2 separate regions of the Sus scrofa genome follow, and region 2 is linked to region 1. Evidence: chromatin contacts called from public HiChIP or PLAC-seq data. All regions are on one chromosome and are shown on one strand. The core of a region is the stretch at or near the end of the contact, and the rest is flanking DNA. Distances in the headings are between cores, read along the strand shown. Region 1 has its middle 110 kb from the start of AGR2. Region 2 overlaps LOC110255481 (a long non-coding RNA gene).

Region 1 (3,632 bases), core at 244-2,743:
TCTTACTTTTCATTCCAAAAGAACAAGCACAAGCTGGTGAGAGATTACATACATATAATAGCATTTTCATTTATACATATATATCTATATCTCTCTATATATATCATTTTGTATATGTAAATATACAATGTGATTTTATAAATTAAAAAAACCAAGCCTCAGAAAGGTTGGAACATGACAAGTTTACTTAGATAAATGTGTCCGTTTGTGATGCAGAATTTTTTCGCTTCTAATATTCACATGAAGATTAGACTATCACATGAAGATTAGACTCCTACTGATGTTTGATATTTCTCAATAATAAATACTCTTCCAGTGCCTTCTTATTTGGATCTCACTGAATGAATGAATGAATGAATAAATAAATAGCAAGAAAAATGCTGTGGGAGTACAATTCTTTTTCCCATAATTGAAAAGTCGAAGATAGTTAATTCACCTCAGGCAAGGGAAGCCTGCAACAGAAGCCTGATTGTTCCTCCAGACAGAATAAACGGGGTAATATAATTTCTCCTTCAGCAGAAAACAGGCCCAGAATGAATATTTCAGTAAATTATCCAGAGGGAGTGATGGAGGAAAGGGAGGGAGGGAGAGAGGGAGAAATGGAGGGAGGGAGGAAGGAAAGAAGGGAAGAAAGAGAAGGAGGAAGGAAGAAAAGAAGAAAGAGGGAGGGAGGGAGGAACAGAGATTGTATTCTTTAATAATCTGCTGCAAGCAACATAGCCTTTCTTTGTTAAAGAGAAATACTTGTTAAAAATGGTAAGAAAGACTTTTATGCACAATTATTGCAATAGGCGCCAAGACTTGAAAGAGAAGACAAATTAATTCAGCTTCACTGAAACAAAAAGCAGGAAAGTTTTTAAGCTCTGAGCTGAGCTAGAGAAGGGAGGGTGGGCACTGGGATTAGCCATGTATTTGCTAGTTGGTGCTTCTTGAAGTCAGACCCCTACCGTCACACAGAGACTAAGGAGAGGGCCCAATGTTTTCTAATGATCAAATTTCAAAGAGATGGCTCCCAGGTCCTTGAGGAAGACATTCCTGGATTGTAGAAAATTTACTTCTCAACCAGAAAGAGGAAGAATTTACAGTGGTGAGTTTTCTAATGTAAATACTCTAAGAAAAGGGAAGTCAGGTCCTACAGTCTGGATGAAATCTGTCCAAGTTTAGTTGGGCTGAGAGGAACAGGAAGGCTCTTGTGGTCATCTTTGTCTTTCTAAATCAAGTAAATTAGTCCCAAGATTCATCTACCTGGTTCTGAAGAAATATAAGTCATATGTGGTTGGGGAGAGGACCTCCTGCTCCTCAGTGTTTTGGAAGAATCTCAAATGCTTAACACAATTTAGGACACTGGGGGACAGGCCTCTCTCTAACTTCAATCCATACTAGACACTGGGACATACTCACTGCCCAGGGTCTTGTGGTCACTCCTGGAAGATTTATAGACCTACAACTTCCTTGCTATCTGTCACCTAAGAATTCTCCACTGCCCTCCCAAGACCACAGCTCTTGAAAACCTCCTGACTTCATTGGCAACCTCACTATCCTTAAGGATCTGCCCTATGACTCATAACCTCCCACAGAAAAAGAAGAAAAAGAAAAAAAATTCTAAGTATCATCAAAAACTACATGGAACATTTTTTTTCTCTAAAGAGTGGCCTGCTGCCTTTCTCAACCTAGGTTTTTTCAAACGTAAAAACATAAATGGAGATTATTTTCTGAGTATTTGGCACCTTTTGCTTTTGGGTCAACACAAAAGTCCTAAATAATTTGGAGCACAAAATTCAGCTACTTTCATGAGATGCAAAAGTAATAGTTCTTTTTATTTCTTACAGATTCCTGTGGCAGAGAATAAAATAGAAAATAACAATAGAAAATCTTGCCATATATGTAAGTTTATTTAGAAATAAATAAAATTTGAGAATTAAGACACCAAAAAAGGTAACAATATGGCTTTTTTGCACCTAGATAGTAAAATAATGATTGCTTTTTTTTTCTGTCTTTTTGCCATTTCGTGGGCCGTTTCTGAGGCATATGGAGGTTCCCAGGCTAGGGGTCCAATCGGAGCTGTAGCCACTGGCCTATGCCAGAGCCAGAGAATGCAGGATCCGAGCCGTGTCTGCAACCTACACCACAGCTCACGGCAAAGCCAGATCGTTAACCCACTGAGCAAGGCCAGGGATCGAACCCGCAACCTCATGGTTCCTAGTCGGATTCGTTAACCACTGAGCCGTGATGGGAACTCCTGATTACTATTTTAAATGTAAAATTTTATGTAAAGGATAGCCTTTTCAATAAGTGGTGCTGAGAAAACTGTACAGCTACATGTAAAAGAATGAAATTAGAACACTCTCTAACACCGTACACAAAAATAAACTGACAATGGATTAAAGACCTAAATCTAAAGCTGGATACTATAAACCTCCTAGAGGAAAGCATAGGCAGAATACTCTTTGATATAAATTGCAGCAATATCTTTTTTGATCCACCTTCTGTAGTAACAAAAATAAAGCAAAAATAAACAAATGGAATCTAATTAAACTTAAAAGCTTTTGCCCAGCAAAGGAAACCACAAAAAAAGGAAAAAAGAAACCTCACAGAATGGGACAAAAATCTTTGCAAACAAAGTGACTGAAAAGTGATTGATCTACAAAATATACAAACATTTCTTGCAGCTTTATATCAAAAATTTAAAAGTCCAATGGAAAAATAGAAGATCTAAACAGACAGTTCTCAAAGACATATGGATGGCCAAAAAACATTTGAAGAGATGCTCAACACCATTAATTATTAAGAGAAGTGCAAACCAAAACTACAATGAGGTATCACCTCACACCAGTAAGAATGGCCATCATCAAAACATCTACAAACAATAAATGCTAGAGAGAATGCAGACAAAAGAGAACTCTCCTACACTGTTGGTGGGAATGTAAATTTGTGCAACCACTATGGAAAACAGTATGGAGTTTCCAATTTTTGTTTGTTTGTTTTAAGGGCTGCACCTGCAGTATATGTAAGTTCTCGGGCTAGGGGTTGAATTGGAGCTATAGGTACCAGGCTACCCCACAGCCACAGAAATGCCAGATCCAAGCTGTATCTGCAACTGATGTTGCAACTTGCAGCAATGCCAGATCCTTTAACCCACTGAGCAAGACCATGGAAACTCCCATGGAGTTTCCTTTAAAAACTAAATATAGAAATAACATATGACCTACCAATTCCATTCCTGGACATATATCCAGAGAAAACCATAATTTTAAAATATACATGGACCCAGTGTTCATTGCAGCACTATTTATAACGTGGAAGCAACCTAAATGTCCACTGATAGAGGAATGGATAAAGAAGATGTGGTACATATATACAGTGGAATATTACTCAGCAATTAAAAAGAAGGAAACAATGCCATTTGCAGCAATATGGATGTGGACATAGATATTATCATACTAAGTGAAGTCAGAGAAGGACAAAAATCATATGATATCATTTATATGTGAAATGCAATAAAATGATACAGAGAACTTTGCTGTACACCTGAAACTAATACAACACTGGAAATCAACTATATTCCAATAAAATTTTTTAAAATTTTTGTTGTTATCTTTTAAACTTTTTTCTATATTTTCTATAATAGCCAA
Region 2 (3,566 bases), core at 746-3,245, 500 kb before region 1:
TCTGACAGTAGCTAATTTTACACATAAAAAGTGATATCTCATTGTGGTTTTGATTTGCATTTCCTTGATGATCAGTGATGTTGCACACCTCTTCATGTATTGTTATCCATTTAAATATAATCTTTGGAAGAAAAACTAATCAGCTCCTTTGCCCATTTTTAAATTAGGTTATTTGTTTTTTGCTATTTAGTTGTGTGAGTTCTTTATATAATTTGAATATTAACCCCTTATCAGATATGTGGTTTGCAAATATTTTCTCCCACTCCATGGGTTGCTTCTTCATTTTTTTGATTATTTTTCTGTGCAAAAGACTTTCAGTTTGATGTAGTCCCACATTATTTTTGCTTTTGTTGCTTGTGCTATAAATGTTTTATTTAAAAACTCATTGCCAAGATCAGTGTTAAGAATTCCTGTTTTCTTCTAGGAAGTTTATGGTTTTACATCTTATGTTTAAGTATTTAATCCATTTTTATTTAATTTTTGTGGGTAGTGAAAGATAAGGATCTAATTTCATTATTTTGCTTGTGACTGCCCAATTTTCCAAGCACCATTTATTAAGGAGACTCTCTTTTCTCCAGCGAGTAATCTTGGTTCTCTTGTCAAATATTAGTTGAATATATATGCACGGATTTATTTCTGGGTTCTCTATTCTTGTTCTGTGTGTCTAATTTTGTACCAATACTATACTATTTTAATTGCTGTAGCTTTGAAGTATAGTTTGACATCCGGAAGTATGATACCCTCTTTGTTCTTCTTTCTCAAGATTGCTTTGGTGATTCAACATCTTTTGTGTTTTCAAATAAACTCTAGGATTATTTTTTAATGTCTATAAAAATGTCATTGGAATTTTCACAGGGATTGCATAGAATCTAGAGACGGTTTTGGGTTGTATGGATATTTAACAGTATTACTTCTTCATAGCACACTTTTCATAAATAATGTTGAATATATTTTTGATAAAATTATTTGTGAAATTTTATCAAAAATATATTCAGCTTGCTTTTATTTATCAATAGCATTTAATTTTTCTAGATGCCTAGAGTATTAGAATTACAATTAAGTCTAACAATCACTTCTATTATCTCCCAAAAGGGATAGATTTTAGTCTTGTCAGAGGCCTATTTATTTTCAAAGGCTTTCAGGCAAAGTATTGCATAACTTTAGCGGGTGCTGTTGATATCCCACTCTTATTCCCTCAATGCCCTTCTAGTAAGACAGTTTCTTAATGTAAATGCATGCAACTCTCTGCCTAAGAGCTTTCTCTGGCAGGAGCAGCAAGCTTGGTCCATATGTGTATAGGGAAAGCTGGAAGATCTGGGTAGTGAACCACCCTGTAAGCATCCCTTAATCAACCAGTCAGGAGTTGGTAGATAAATACTCCAGCCTCTTTATATCTTAGGTGGGACAACTTTGAAGTGTGTTCTCTGTAGGAGGATTGAGCTCCATTTTTATTGAGTACTTATCTGTTCATTAATATGTCCTCTGCTGGTTTCCTTCCTTCCCCACTCTCCTACCACGGCTTCACTCCGCAAATAAACCATTTGGACTGAAATCATTGTCTCAGGGTCTGCTTTTAGGGGGAATCCAACCTAAAAACTTCCTCAATTAGGTTTTCTAAAAATATATCCAGCCAGCTCCAAATCACACTTTAGAATGCTCCCTCACCAGTGATGTTTACAAGGGAAAGCAGGCCTGGATGCCATTTCAGAAAACTTCTTTATAGTTATACAAGCCAGAACACTATAACAGAATCACATTTTTCAGTAATATCCATTGGCTGTATAATAAAGTAGACAAAATACTCTAAAGAAAGGCTTTTCAAATTAAACAAAATAAATAAGAATTTCTATCTTGTTGTGTAATAGAAGGAATAGTTTTTATGTCTTTTGAAAGTTAGTAGCAATGCCTTTCCACTTCTGGGTTCTGATGAATCATCACTTGCTTAACAGACACAGATGAGGAAATACTGGGAGAGAAGAAGGAGATGGGGTGGTGGGGCATTTCCTGTATTTGCTAGTTTGTGATAGTATTTAGTCTAATAGTCACTGGACTTAATTTTCCCCAAGTTGGGAGTTGGTCATAGAGAGCTTAAGAAGATTTGTTTGTTAAATTGATTTCTCTGCTACCCTCCTAACTTAGATCAAAGAATTAATTCTTACATTAATGGAACTGAGGTAAAAGATGGAAATGAGCTTACATTTTAGAATTTATATAATATTAATTTTTAATAGCCACAATTATTACTCTTATATTGATCACTAATTTGTTGCTTACTTCCTAAATATAGTCATTTGTCTTAGGTCAAATTCCCCAGCACACAGACTCTGAGACAGAGAGTTGCATGAAAGGGGCTTTTTGGAATGTGCTCTGGGGGTCAGAGTGCCAGGTAGAGCAGAGAGCCAGAGAAACTGGGGTGACGTTCAGGGGCAACGAAGGCCTCAGGCAATCTCATGGGGAGTTCTGGAGCTGATTGCCCTTCAGACTATCTTGAATTGAGGCTCCAAAGAGGGCCAAGTCTTCCACTCTGTGCCAGTCAGCTGCTGGATGCAGATGCACCCTGTGAGAGAGCATTTTAGTTTTAGTGGCTCCCTCCAACTCAGGGAAATGCCCAGAGAGGACTTAGCTCTGAGCCAAACTGTAGTTGAGGGGGAAATACAAGCCTCTGGCATTAGCAGGGGTACTGAACAACATTAGCCACTCAAGCCAACAGCCAAGTGCATGTTTGCCAGAGTATGAGAACTGTTGTGAAAGAAAACAGTATTTTGTTTACTCAGACACTCTGAGTAATAGTAAATCACGTAGTTTGATTTTCAAATTTCAAATCATTAGAATGCAACAAATACACTTAAAGCCAACTATGTGAATTATCATTTAGTTTTTCTAGCTGACACAGATGGAGGAACAATGATCTAAATCTTGAAGAACTTTAAGAACAACATTTCTTAGAAAGAAGCTTAGAGATGTGTGCATTAATATCTTTCTGACTGATAGATAATAGATGACTCCTTCATCTTAAGCAATGCTTAAACATTTTATTCATAATATCACTGGCCTCTGTGTCCATTTTTGTTTCTGGTTGCTACTGTTTCTCTGGCTAATCCAAGACTGATGTTGGTGCCTCTGGGATGCAGGCATTTACATGGTGGCTGCTGAATCAGTTCTTGGGTAGGAAGGTAGGTCTACAAGGGAAACCTGCCGACTGAGTAATTTCCTGAGCTGGACTATCCATCTGCATTCTTTGCAGCCCAGTGCTCTCCCACCTTCTGTGGTACATCCTACAGGATCTTGCTGCTGGCTCCCCTTACTCCCAGAGCAGTCTTTGGTAGCATATCAGCTGAAGACCTCCCACCTAAGCATTTTCAATGATGTCCTCAGTAAACTTGTGCATTCTTGTACAACAGATGAAGGAACACAGGAACACACCACTTCTGCCCTCCCCACTCAGCTGTCTCTCTTCTGTTACATTCTAGTAGACACAGGTCACCAAGTCTGTGGCAAGGACAATTCTGGGACAAAGGGAAAATCCTACTCAGTATATATATTTCTATGTCTACATGTGAATTATT

The links. HiChIP or PLAC-seq counts read pairs in DNA pulled down with a chosen protein or histone mark.
Region 2: a contact with region 1 is called in an H3K27ac HiChIP or PLAC-seq map of alveolar macrophages, with 4 times the contacts expected there. The contact joins two enhancer-like sites. A contact is called at or near these places in 1 of 47 Hi-C or Micro-C datasets (embryonic fibroblasts) and 2 of 2 datasets of contacts at active chromatin or transcription factors (alveolar macrophages and skeletal muscle).

Annotation. Positions count from the first base shown.
Region 1 is chr9:86,157,097-86,160,728 of Sscrofa11.1, reverse strand. No RefSeq gene overlaps it. Among named protein-coding and RNA genes, the nearest start is that of AGR2, 110 kb to the right of the region's middle. Within about 2 kb of position 1,493, at least 4 of the 83 cell types and tissues checked have an H3K27ac peak or open chromatin away from gene starts, as enhancers often do. A contact at or near this core is called in alveolar macrophages, where this site is marked.
Region 2 is chr9:86,656,315-86,659,880 of Sscrofa11.1, reverse strand. All of the region lies in intron 4 of LOC110255481 (a long non-coding RNA gene), which reads left to right. Among named protein-coding and RNA genes, the nearest start is that of AHR, 150 kb to the right of the region's middle. Within about 2 kb of position 1,995, at least 13 of the 83 cell types and tissues checked have an H3K27ac peak or open chromatin away from gene starts, as enhancers often do. A contact at or near this core is called in alveolar macrophages, where this site is marked.